2 separate regions of the Ovis aries genome follow, and region 1 is linked to region 2. A link is a contact called in public Hi-C data. All regions are on one chromosome and are shown on one strand. Each heading gives the region's core, a stretch centred on a gene start, on an enhancer-like site or on the middle of the called end of the contact. The rest is flanking DNA. Distances are from core to core; before and after follow the strand shown.

Region 1 (7,310 bases), core at 1,755-4,254, 110 kb before region 2:
CCTCGGTGGATACTTACACACAGGGTCCTCCCTCGGTGGATACTTGCACACAGGGTCCTCCCTCGGTGGATACTTGCACACAGGGTCCTCTTTCTTGGTGGATACTTGCACACAGGGTCCTCTCTCTTCATGGATACTTGCACACAGGGTCCTCTCTCTTGGTGGATACTTGCACACAGGGTCCTCTCTTGATGGATACTTGTACAGAGGGTTATGGATACTGAGCAAGGCCAACAGGGATCTCACCCCATATCTGAGGGGATCCTGGTGTGACTTCATCAGTAGGAACCACCTGGATAAGACAAGTTTCTAGCAGTCCCTCTGAAGAGAAAGTAGCTAGGTTGTTCCATCTGCTACTTCCCCTCTCATCAAATACTCACACTAAACATGAAGAAGTTCTTAGCCCTAATTTTTAGATGAAGAAACTCAGAATTGGAAAGGTCTTGACCATAGTCGAGTCATAGGTTGAGGAGCGCGGTTCCAACCCAGGAATGTAGGCTTGTCATTCTTGTGCTTTCTGCTCCTTCCACGATTCCTAGTCCTTAGTTCTTTGTATTCATTTCCTATGACAGTTTACTGCAAATGTGGGGACTTTAAAACAACACCTTTATTATTTTGTGTCTCTGGAATCAGAAGTCCAGAATGGTTTCGCTGGGCAGATCAGGGTGTTGGCAGGGCCCAGCTCCCTCTGTAGGCTCTAGGAGAGAACCCTCCTGCCTTTTCCTTCTCTAGAGTGCATTCTGTGGCTTGTGGCCCCTCCTCTGTCTTCAGCACCAACAGCTTGACATTGAGTCTCTCCCTGCTTCCCTTGCCCTCCTCTGTGTAGGCAGATCTCCCTCTGTTTCTGGACAATTGTGACAGGATTGGGGGCTGACCAGATGGCCCATAATTATCTCTCAAGACCCTTAACTTAGTCATATCTGTAAAGACTCCTTTTGCCATATAAAGTAATATTCAAAGGTCCCAAAAATTAGGACATGGGCATACCTGATGGGGAGCATTATTCCAGCTGCCACCCCAGCCTTGTCCAGTGTGTTCCAGATGTTAACAGCTATTGTATTTCACAAATTGGCCTGAACAATGATTCTTAGCTGTTAAAGAAGCATCTTAGGACAAGAATATATATATATATATATATATAAAATGCATTTAAGGAAACATGATTTAGCCTAGAGTCCAGGCCTTCCTTTGGTTTAGAAGAAGTTGTGTCATCTAGTTAAATTCTCCTGGAATCTTTTTTTCTCCACCAGTATTTTGATTCACTTTTGAAAGTTAAGCAGAAGGTATCTTTCTTTCTCCCTCCTCCCATCTAATCTGATCCTCTGGAGGTAACTACTGTTAATATTTGGGTGCATATCTTTCCCAAGATTTTCTTAGTAGTAATAACTTAACTAACCCTGTATCTTGATGAAGCCACGTGTAAATGTATTCAGCTCATGTTCCTTCATATGCATTTTAGGATTTCTTTGGTTGACAAATTCTTGTGGGAAACCGTCATTTAATGGCTATTGATAGAAACTGTCTTGGAGTTGTATTAATGGGAAAGAGGAAAACCAAGACTCATGTTGGCTCACTCCTTTGCAGTAGCTCAGAGTGCTGATCTCTGGTCTGGCTTTTCAGTGATTCCATATAGAAGCAGTTGCTCACTTGGGCAGGTCTTTTTCAGATAAAAGGTAGCCATTGGGCCCCTTCTTTCCACCTGCTCCTCTATTTCTTACCTTAGAGTCTCTTGCTGCCTAAGGCAAAAATCTGGCAGAATGAAAGTTGGTTACAGTTTGCTGACAGCAGCATGGAAGCCATCCTACCAGGAGCTTCCAGAGATGGGGGTTTGGATAGCCACGAACCCTTGCCTGCTTCTTACAATGGCAATTTCCACCCTGGCTTCTCCAAAGTGCCTAGTTCTGAATTTGGCTCTCATTTGAAGTAAAAATAATTCCTTGTTTTTTTAATACCTAAAGACCTATGTTTTTCTTTCTAGGGTATTGAGGGGAAAAAATCCGCAAAGGGGAAAAAGGAGACTAAGCCTTAGCAGTTAAGAGATGCTGTGAAAAACTATCAAGTCAGATCAGCAGTGAGCAGTCTCCTTACTGTAAGCTAGAATTCCTCATGCTTGGCTTAAGACCGACTGTGGCTTTTAGTTAGAACACAATCCATGTTCCTTACCGTGACCACCGTGCCCTGCGATCTCACTGCTGCCGCTTCCTCTGTTCACCTGTGCGTTACACTGCCAGACTTGTTCTTGCCTCAGGAACCTCACGTTCACTGTCCCTCTTCCCCAGAGAGCATGTCTTCCCAGATTTCCCATGGTCTCCCTATAAGCTCCTGAAAGCCCCAAACTAAACATTTATCTCCTTAAATCTGCAGTAGCTGCACACACCCTCATCCCATTATGCTATTTTATTTACTTCAAAGCATTTGTCACTATTTGAGATTACAGGCTTATTACATCTTCTCTGGCTAGAATGGAGACTAAAAGCCAGAACTGCCGTGCCACTGGGCTCACAAGTACTCAGTGTGTGTGCAGGTGAACGGATTAGAAGGGTAGGGTAGAGCCCTGGTACACAGTATGGTCCCAGGGCAGCAGGCCTATGAATCAAGAGTCTGTATTTTCACAAGAGCCCCAGGAGATTCATAGCACAATAGTTTACCAAACACTGCCTTTAGAACAGTGGTTCTCAACTTTGGCCACATGTCTGAAATACCCAGAGAAAGCTTTGAAAATAGATTCTAATTTAATTGATTTGGGATTTAGCCTAACTCGTCTGTATTCTTAAAAGGTTCCTGCCAGGGTGAATTTAGGGGACAGTCAAGGTTGAGAGCCACTGCCCTACTGCTGTGCTATCACTAGCCACATGTAGCTGTTTAAACACAAAACAAAACGCAGACTCAGCCTTTTAGTTGCTCTCACCACATTTCAAGTATTCCATGGCACATGTGGGTCGTGGTTCCTGTAGTGGACAGTGGAGGTGAATATTTCCATCATATCAGAAAGTTCTATTGGACAGCGCGGCTTAAGAGAGGGAACTGAGAGAGCTGTTTTCGATTGAGTTGGGAGAGCATCTTTGGAAGCAAATGCTATAGGGGAGAAAGGGAAACCGGCCCAACTCTGGGTGGGTGGGGTCCTTGGAACACGAGGTTGCTCTGGTTGCTGACGGTTGATGAAGTTTCACCAGCAGGTGGCGCTCATGCTTTCCCCCTCGCCTCGTGCTGGAGCCTGAGCTGGCCCTTAGCCATTGGAGGACAGAGCTGGGCACTGCACGCACCGGTTTGACTCTTCAGAGCCTCACACAGTAAGGATGGGCCGAGGTCAAGATGGTGGACTAGAAGGACGTGGCAGTCTCCTCCCACAAATACATCTAAAACAATCAACGTGTGGAACAGTTCTGGCAGAATACCCGCTGAGCGCTGGCAGATCTCATAGAACCAGAGCTGTAGGAAAGATCTCTGGGTAGGACAAAAGAAAAATGTAACTGGAATGGGACATGCGGCCCTGGGAGGGAGCTGTGAGAGAGGAAATGTTCCCTCATTCTGGGAAGCCCCTTCAGTGGCTGGGGGATCAGCCGGCACACAAAGGGAGCTTCAGAGGCTTGGAGGAGAGTGCAGCGGCGGCACCGTGGCAGGCGGAACAGAGACCTGCGCAGACGGTCCTGGCCAGGGCAAACAACGATGCAGAAGGACGAATAAGTGATCTGGAAGATGAAATGATGGAACTCGCCCTATCAGAACATCAGACAGATTAAAAGAATGAAACCAATATTTGAGACCTATGGGAGAACAAAGTGAGCCAATCTACACATGATAGGGATCCCAGAAGGAGAAGAGAGAAGGGGGTCAAACATGCAACTGAAAGAAATTAGCTGAAAACTTCCCAAACCTAAAGAAGGAAACACATATCCAAGCATAGGAAGCTGAGAGAGTCCCAGACAAGATGAACCCAAACAGACCTCCCCCAAGACATAATTGAACTGACAAAAGATAAAGTGAGCGTCCTAGAGGCAGCAAGAGAAAAGCAGTTACAAGGGAACCTCCATAAGACTATCAGCCAGAAGGGAGTGGGGAGGTAGACTCAGGGTCCTGGGAGAGAGAAATCTACAACCTAGGATACTCTACCCAGTTAAAGTATCATTTAGAAATGTCGGGCTGCACCCCATGGGCCCACAAGCCCTGCACTTCCCATCCTTGAGACCAAAAATGAGCCTGGAGTCAGTGACTGACATCAGTGGTTTAATGGATGGGGGATCTTACATGTCTAAAGCAAGCTCCCACCGAGTGCAGCAGAAAGGGGGCAGGACATGGTGGCAGTCTTCACTCCCGAGGGGAGGAGACCAGTTATGAGGGGAGGATACCAGTTATGAGGGGATTGAGGTTAGGTTAGGTTGTCTTACCTGTTACCAGGGAAACTAGCAGAGGGTCATGCTCCTCACCCCTGCTTTGATAAGCGGTCACGGAGGAGAGACTCTGATCTAAAGATTAGAACAGTCACTAGCTGATGTGGGGGCAAGGGTACAGGAAGGTCAGTCATGTGAGGTCAGTCATGTAGGGTGCAGGCCCTTGTCGAGCAGTGAGTGTACAGGAAGCAGGAGAACAGCCGTCTTGGGGACCTGCTCGTATACTCCATGCCGATGTCCCCTGCGTGACGCGCACAGTCCCTGTCCTCCACCTCTCTTCCATGATCCTGGGACAGGTGCGTAGGGGGCACTGCAAGCGAATACCACAAATACAGATGGCAGCAGCCAAAGGGCATCAACAGTAAGCTGCCTGGTGTGCCCAGAACAATCATTTGCCAGAATGGGGACCGATTTTGGAGCCAAGCACTTACTGGGTTAGCAGAGAGGAAGCCAATAAGAGCAGCAGTGCCCTGTCTGCTTACAAGAAAGGTAAGGCCTCCCCTGGTATTCGCAAACCCAGAGCCACTCGCATGGGGCCAGGAAGACCCTGGCTCTGAAGGAAGCATTCACAAACCCAGAGGCACCCGCCTGGGGCAGGGAAGGCCTTAGCTCTGAAGGAAGCATTCCAGTGCTCTAGCCAGAAGTGTTTTGTTAGCAGTGCACACATTAGGTCTTCCCAGTGAAAAACAGTTATTGCTCCTAGTTGGACGTGTGTGTCCAGCTCTATTCCAGCCCACACAGCATAGCCTGGGATAAGGGGCTCATGGGCAGTCACCCTGGCAAAATGTGAGCGGTATTTTGTGGTAACGTTTGCTGACAGGTCCTTCTGGCATATTGGCATGCGGAAGCAGGAGCTGGTAAGAGTATTACTCCTCCCCCACGGTCAGCCCTCCCCCATGTGGTCTCATGAGCCAGATCAAGTTTTCACAGAAGTCCAGAGGAAGACAACAGTGGCCTCTTGCAATACCCCTAGCAATCTGATTCATTTCTCAGTGAGGTTCTCAGACTTCCTCTGTTCAGGCTAGGGACGAGATGTAAGACGTCTGACAGGCACAGCACAGGGAAGATAGGACTGTTAAGCAAAACACAAGCAATGTCCACATTCTGAGAGGATACCACAGCTGTCCTGGTCTGGGCTGCAGTTCAGAAAACTCAGGTTTTCAGTAATATACAGGAACATGTCCAAAATCACATCTCCAGTGGCCACCTAGCCTTACCTTGGGTGTCTGAGCCACAGCTCCTCCATCTGGACTTTCAAATGTGTTCTCCTCCACAATGGCCAAAGCAGCTGTGCCATGCAGGTTCCACCAGTCAGTAAAGTTTAAATTAAACCATATATAAGTCAGAATGACTTCTCCATATATCTGTATGTGAAGATTTCCCCATCATTTCCCTTTTTGATTGCAGTTTTTTGATAAATCAAAGTATATGTCCTTCAAAGCAAGAGCGAATGCTGCCTGCACTCCTGTCCAGACCATGTTCCTGCACCCAGGCCTCCTTTATATTTGCCTAGTTTGCTACATTGCCGGAAAACTGATCAGATACTGTTGATAAGCTCTGTGGTATGTTGATGGGGAAACATTTTAGAGGCTACATACTTTGTCAGTTACACCAAATTGTTACAAATATGGTTCATGTGCTTTTAGCAATAGCTTAAAGCAAGTAGTGTTAGTATGGTGAGTAGTTATACTCTGTGACAGCTTCACTAGAGAATTTTCTTTTCCTCCTGAACATCAGGGCAAAAGTGTGGCTAACAGAATAACTTTCATAAATCTAGACTTCAGTTAACAGTTCAGTTCAGTTCAGTCTCTCAGTCGTGTCCGACTCTGCAAACCCATGAATCGCAGCACACCAGGCCTCCTTGTCCATCACCAACTCCCAGAGTTCACTCAGACTCATGTCCATCGAGTCAGTGATGCCATCCAGCCATCTCATCCTCTGTCATCCCCTTCTCCTCCTGTCCCCAATCCCTCCCAGCATCAGAGTCTTTTCCAATGAGTCAACTCTTCTCATGAGGTGGCCAAAGTACTGGAGTGTCAGCTTCAGCATCATTCCTTCCAAAGAAATCCCAGGGCTGATCTCCTTCAGAATGGACTGGTTGGATCTCCTTGCAGTCCAAGGGACTCTCAAGAGTCTTCTCCAACACCACAGTTCAAAAGCATCAGTTCTTTGGTGCTCACCCTTCTTCACAGTCCAACTCTCACATCCATACATGACCACAGGAAAAACCATAGCCTTGACTAGACGGACCTACTAGAATTTAATATCCACTGAAATGTAGTTTTTTTCTCTCCAAAATTACCCTCATTTCCACTAAACACAGCCAAATCAAGACAGATTTGTCAACTGACTGCACAGGCTCCTCGAAACTGGCTGTGGTGGAACTCCTCAGGTGTCTCAGACTGAATTCCCAAAAGACCTTTCGAGGCCAGGAAAGTCAAGCCAGGGTCGGCCATCAGACTCTGCCTCAGTGGAAATCCCCTCTTACAGACGGCCCCCAAATACTGAGATTCTTGAACATGCCAAGAGAGAGTCTTTCCTATTCACCTGATAAGGTTGCTTGGAACCCAAGAATCTCCAATTTCTAAAGGGACCAGGCAGAAAGGAAGAATGTTTCAGTTCTACCCATAGGTATAGTTTACCAAATTGCTAAGTCATAATTAACTTCAAGGAAGGGCTTCTCTATATTTGGATAACACAGATCATACTCCAGATAAAGAAAAAAAAACCCACAAAAATTATAACCATTTTCACCAGTTAACTTAGCTACCAATCTTTCAACTTTTTATGAAGTCATCAGGTTTTCCTTTAGGATTCTCTGGTTACTTACCCAGTTCAGCAGTATGATCTAAGATTTAACAGAGACCTGCACTTGTCAAAAAGTCCTTCCTCTGAATCTTCTTGAACTACTTTTTGCAGAAG
Region 2 (6,649 bases), core at 3,393-5,892:
GATTTGTTCTATAGCAACAGATAACAAGGGGCTCTCCTGGTGGCTCAGATGGCAAAGAATCTGCCTGCGATGCAGGAGACCTAGGTTTGATCCCTGGGTCAGGAAGATCCCCTGGACAAGGGAATGGCTACCCACTCCAGTATTTCTTGCCTGGAGAATTCCATGGACAGAGGAGCCTGGAGGGCTACAGTCCATGGGGTTGCAAAGAGTTGGACACGACGGAGAGACTAACATTTTCACATTCTAACAGATAACCAGAACATTCCCATCCCCTTAGCCAATGGCCATCAGGACTTGGTGTTTGAATTTTCCATCCCCTTCCCCACTGAGTAGGGTAACATTGAAGAATATGGTTTTCTCTGTAGTTACCACAGTGATAACTTTTTAGTTGCCGTCCCTTTTCTGCTTCATTTTCCCTCCTCTTCTGGCGTTTCCCAGAATCGCCTCCCCAAGAAGCTGTGCGGCACTGTGCATATTCGCTCTTCGCTCTTTGTCATATCCGACTGTTCGTGACCCCATGGACTGCAGCCCACCAGGCTCCTCTGTCCATGGGATCTCCGGGCAAGAATACTGGAGTGGGTTGCCATGCCCTCCTGCACGGGGTCTTCCCAACCCTTGGATTCTTTACCATCTGAGCCACCAGGAAAGCCCCTCCTCCCCAACCCCAGAAACTAGTGATAAGTCTCTCAGTCATGTCTGACCCTTTGTGACCCAGTGGACTGTAGCCTGTCAGGTTCCTCCAGCCACAGGATTTTGCAGGCAAGAATACTGGAGTGGGTTGCCATTTCCTTCCCCAGAAACTACTTGTAGTTAAATCCCTTGTCAGAGTCTGGTTTTAAAGGAACACAAAGTATGATAATTTTCAGTGTTAAACATTTCTCATTTGATTCTGAGTACTTAGTTAGTGACTTCTTCACCCATCCCCTGGAAGGCGTTTAGAACACAGACCATTATTCAGGCCCCTTTCTCCCCAGCTCTCCTTTCACACCATCTGGAAGACCTTCCCAGTACTTCCCTGAGAAAATGAAGACTGCCTGCAAAGAGTTCCTCCAACTTTCATCCTGTTTTTTTCCTGCTCCATTTTCCTCTTTCACAAGAAGAAATAGGGGAAAAAGGGACTTCCCTGGTGGTCCAGTGGTTAAGATTGTCCTCCCAATATAGAGGGCATGGGATCAATCCCTGGTTGGGAACTAAGATCCCATATGCTGCAGGGCATGGCCATTTTTTTTCTCCTTCAAGCATCCCAACACTAGGTTCTCTCCTTCCGTTAGTGGCAGAAGGGATATCCCTCTGCCTGTCTAGGTCTGATTGCTCCATGTCCACTCTGGGTTCCCTCCTCTCTTGTCTCCTCAGAGACCTAAGCCTCCGATCATAACTAAACACGCTCTTGGACCTTACCTTCTTTACTGGCCCATCTCCCACAGCTCTCCTTCACTTTGACCTTACCTTTCTTCTAGCTACTGTCCCCTCTCCTTTCTCAGTATGCTGCTGCTGCTGCTAAGTCGCTTCAGTTGTGTCTGACTCTGTGTGACCCTATTGACGGCAGCCCACCAGGCTCCCTAGTCCCTGGGATTTTCCAGGTAAGAACACTGGAGTGGGTTGCCATTTCCTTCTCCAGTGCATGAAAGTGAAAAGTGAAAGTGAAGTCACTCAGTTGAGTCCGACTCCTAGCGACCCCATGGACTGCAGCCTAACAGGCTTCTCCATCCATGGGGTTTTCCAGGCAAGAGTACAGTTTCCAAAAAAAAAATTGCATCCAAGTTTGTTGAGTCTCTACTTCCTCCTCTCTAATTCACCCCATGCTTTCCTGAAGGTGAATGTTCCAGAGACAGTATTCAAGTCCTACCAAAGCTACACTGTTTGGATCCCTCAGCTTAGTGCACAAAACCTCGGTGTCTGGGGACTTCCCTGGTGATCCAGTGGTAAAGAATCTGCCTGCTGATGCAGGGGACACTGGGTCGATTTCTGGTCCAGGAAGACTGCACACACCACAGGACAGCTGAGCTTGCCGGCTATAACTACTGAACCTGTGTACCCAGAGCCCAGGCTTTACAACCAGAGAGGCCGCCTCAATGAGAAGCCTGCGCACCGCAGTTAGAGAGTAGCCCCTACTTGCCACAACTGGAGAAAGCCTGCGGACAGCAACAGACCCAGAACAGCCGAAAAAACAGAACCTGGTGTGTGACTTCCTGCCTGTCCCTGTGCCTCAGGTCACACGGACTCTTCACTTCTGTCACTGAGGATTACTTCTATTCCTTCAACATGTTACTCTTCCACGTCTTTGTATATTTGCACAGGCTGTTTTCTCCGCTTGAATTCTCTTATCTCCACTCAACCTTCTCTAACAATTCCCATTCTGACAACTGCTACTGAGTCTTTCAAGTTGTCTAAATTACCATCTTTTCAGGAACGATTTCTTCTCTAGCCTTAGATGATTTTTCTCTATGTTCCCATGGCCCTAGGACATGATAAACGTTCAGTAAGTATCTGAATTAAGTATTAGGCAGCAGTAAGTAGGGTCTTAAGTACCAATACTCCTACAGGTTTGATTGTGAGTGTCCTGACCCCATAAGCAAACCAGGAAAGATCCAGTCTTAATAACTGGCCATTCCAGGCTGCCAAGTAGATGAAGGTAAGCATCTGGTAGGAGGCATCAGGAAAGGGCAGAAATAAGGGACATGTCTTGATAATGCTTCTGATGTTAGTTTGCTGGGACCCATGCCAAAGCACACAGGCTGGGTGACTAAATGTGAATTTATTTTCTCACAGTTCTGGAGACTAGAAGCCCCAGGTCAAGATACCAACAGGGCTGGTTTCTTCTAAGAGCTCTCCTTTGGTTTGCAGACGGCCATCCTCTTTCAGCGTCTTCATGTGACTTGCTTCTGTGTGTATTTGTGTCCTAATCTCTGCTTCTTTTAAAGACATTGAAAAAGTGAAAACATTACTTACTCAGTCATGTCTGATTCTTTGCAACTTCATAGACTCTAACCTGTCAGCCTCCTCTGTCCATGGAATCCTCCAGGTAAGAATACTGGAGTGGGTAGCCATTCCCTTCTCCATGGAAGCTTCCTGACGCAGGGATCAAAGCCAGGTCTCCTGCACTGCTGGCAGATTCTTTACCATCTGAGCCACTAGGGAAGCCCCATCTAAAGACACGGCTGACACTGAATTGGAGTCCACTAATATGACTTCTTTTTACTTTAACTACCTTTTAAAGCTCCTATCTCCAAATACTGTCACATTCTAAGGTCGTGCAGTTTCGGATCTTTTTCTTTTTGCTGTGCTGGGTCTTTGTTGCTGCTCAGGCTTTTTCTCTAGTTGCAGCAAGCAGGGTGCATGTGGCTCCTACGGCTTCTCATTGCAGAGCACAAGCCAGGCCTCCTGCACTGCAGGCAGATTCTTTATCACGGAGCCACCAAGGAAGCCTGGTTTAGGACTTTAACACGTGAGTTTTGAGAGGACACGGTTCAGCCCACAACACTCCCCAATCTTGAGAACCCATGCTTCTTAATGTTAAATTCTGAAAACACCAGGTCAGATATCAGATTCTTTTCCCTTATAGGTTATTACAAATTATTGAATTTGGTTCCCTGTGCTATGCAATAGGTCCTACACCGTTGGTGGAAATGTAAATTTGTGCAGCCATTATGGAGAATTGTAAGGGGGTTCCTTAAAAAAACTGAGCATAGAGTTGCCATATGATCCAGCAATGCCACTCCTGGGCATATATCCAAAGAAAAACCTATTTCAAAGAAATGCATGAATCCTAATGTTCATAAAAGCACTATTTATAATAGTCAAGCCATGGAAGCAACCTAAATGTCCGTCTGCAGATGAGTGGACAAAGACGATATGATCCATCTATCTGGGTATATACAGTGGAATATTACTCAGCCATAGAGAGTGAAATAATGCCCTTTGCAGCAACATAAATGGACATAGCTACAGGAAGTAAGGCAAAGACAAATATCAGATATCACTTACATGTGAAATCCAAGAAAAAAGATCCAAATGAATTTATTTATAAAACAGAAAGAGATTCACAGACATAGAAAACAAATTTATGGTTACCAAAGGGGAAAGGAGAGGGGAGGGATAAATTAGGAAGTTGGTATATAATACACATTATTATATATAAAATAAATAATCAACAAGGACCTATTGTATAGCACAGGGAACCAAATTCAATATTTTGTAACAACCTATAATGGAAAAGAATCTGGAAAAGAATATATAGGAGTCACTGTGCTGTACACTTGAAACTAACATAACATTGTGAATCAATTTCAATTAGAAAAAAAAAATGACTTAGAGATATGCTGGAGGAGCCCACCTTCCAGAAGCAGAGAGTTGTTGAGTACAGGACCTGCCATCGGAGTCAACTGAGAGAAAGGAACACATGTTCAGTGTAACAGTGAGAACTGAGGAGAACTTTTCAAGGAAAAGAGGGAGTAGGGAAAGAGAAGGGACCACAGATTGTGGAAAATGGAACAGAAAGATGATGCAGAGAGCATTTCAGAATATTAAGATGTTAAGAGAGTCAGGGCAGCAGAAACAGCCCTCAGTGAAAAGGCAGTCACTTGGGAGGAAGAGAGCACTCTGGTTATCACCCTGTGCCACCTTGTGGCCACCTTACCAGTTTCCATCAAACACTCCACCTTCCCTTGTACCCTTTCCATTTCCTGTTACCTCTAGCTACGTTTGAAAGTCAGAATCACTGGAATCATGTTCATGGCAGTGTGTAGTTTCAGTGATGAATCTCAGGGCACTGATATCTTCGGCCTCTTTTTGGCAGCAATGGATCTAATTGTGGAATTCTGAGAGATATGGGGGAAAGGGACACGGAACTTCTCTGCTGCTGCTGTCACTAATACGGTCACAGTGAAGCTACTGTGGGGAAATTCCAGCCTCATCGGGTTGTTGTGAAGATTAGTGGGTTAATTATATAAATTGTTTGGAATAGGACCTGGTCTTTGGAAGTGCTAAGTAGGTATTAACTGCTGTTACTATTAAGCCATAATCTCCAAACCACAGCAGTTTGCCATGTGTCTCTAACAGAGGTCATACATGGTGTCGGACATGACTGAGCAACTTCACTTTCACTTTTCACTTTCCTGCATTGGAGAAGGAAATGGCAACCCACTCCAGTGTTCTTGCCTGGAGAATCCCAGGGATGGGGGAGCCTGGTGAGCTGCCGTCTGTGGGACTGCACAGAGTCGGACACGACTGAAGTGACTTAGCAGCAGCAGCACATACTAATTAACCAAACAAGTTTTTGCTTAAAATTTAGTAAAAGCATCAGAATCTATTTTTATTTCTCCTGCAGTTCAAGGGTGAATATGAACCCTCATGCATCTAACCAGATAGTAGATGCCAGAGCTAGGATGTGAACCCAGATGCTTGTGTTCACGACCCCCAGCTTGCACTATCTCCCTTATACCTACATTCCACTTAGCATGTTGAGTTCAGATCTGCTTGTGAACTCTGGTTCTTCCTCTGTGTACTCTAGTACTTATAGAAGAGTCTGTCCTCCGGAGCTATTTCTTCTGAGCTCTTGAGAGAAGTCTTTCACTTCAGCTTTTTTTCACTCATCTTTTCGTCTTCTCCTAACACTTATTTTCCAAATGCTCAGGAATAAATTCAGGAATAAATGGGTATGTCTCAAATATTTGACATTTAAAAAATAATGGAACAACAGCAGTTAGGGGAGGTGATTCCTATTCAATTCTTTCCTTCCTATGGCTTAGCATGCAGAAGTCCAATTAGGTGGATACAAAGTGAAATCAGAGAACAATACAGACCATCTGCCCACATGGGGGTTGGGGAGTGATACTCGAGAACCTCGGCCAACAGATCTAAGATATAGATGTTAACAGTCTTGCCTGTACTCTTAGGGGACTTGAAAGCCTATAATACAACTTTTCTAAATACTAGTGGATAGAATGGCTTAAAACATCATTAAGCTGGATCAGCTGTATGGAAAGGGAAAGAGCCAGGAAACAGTAGAAAGTAAACAACTGCCACTGAAGTTGTTGGAAAATTACACCCTTCTCTCTGCTATAGAATTTCAGAGCTCTGTGAGGAATAAGGAACTCGACTCCAAATAAGTATAGATCCCAGCTCTCAAAATGCAAAGATGAAACAGGAGAAACTCTTGAGGGGCAAATGGAGAACTGACTAGCAGAGCTTCTCAAGAGAGTGAAAAGTAATTACAGTGAAGCTAGTTTAATAATACAGAGAGAAAAGACTGTCAACACACGAGGTAAGAAGCACTGATATATATCCATGATGGAAAAGAGAGACTGTTCCTTGCACTAATAATGTTCCTGGAGAAGGAACTCTTTATGTAGTAAGTTAAGAATTAACAACATCCTCTCCAGAAACCAGAAACAAGTTTGAAAAAGAAATAAAATATAGTGTAATGATAAGAGCTGCAGGAAGTCACTACGTGAGCCACTATGAGAACAAGGGTGACTGCATCAGGCACAATGTAGGAAGGGCAGGGAAGGGCATAAGACAATGATTTGAAAAGTACAAAGAAGTCATGCATATAGGGCTTTAAAAATCATTATTATTATTCCTCTTGGAGCAGGTACACTTTCAGAAAAAAGACAAGGTCAGCACAGTTTCAAGAGAAGCACAAGTCCAT

What was found. A called contact is a pair of places that touch in the nucleus more often than the background predicts.
Region 1: a Hi-C map of hypothalamus shows a contact between it and region 2, with 5 times the contacts expected there. The contact joins two enhancer-like sites. A contact is called at or near these places in 9 of 16 Hi-C or Micro-C datasets (blood, hypothalamus, liver and 5 more).

The regions. Positions count from the first base shown.
Region 1 is chr1:117,736,160-117,743,469 of ARS-UI_Ramb_v3.0, reverse strand. No RefSeq gene overlaps it. Among named protein-coding and RNA genes, the nearest start is that of MGST3, 34 kb to the right of the region's middle. Within about 2 kb of position 3,004, at least 13 of the 54 cell types and tissues checked have an H3K27ac peak or open chromatin away from gene starts, as enhancers often do.
Region 2 is chr1:117,633,149-117,639,797 of ARS-UI_Ramb_v3.0, reverse strand. No RefSeq gene overlaps it. Among named protein-coding and RNA genes, the nearest start is that of TRNAC-GCA, 62 kb to the right of the region's middle. Within about 2 kb of position 4,642, at least 14 of the 54 cell types and tissues checked have an H3K27ac peak or open chromatin away from gene starts, as enhancers often do.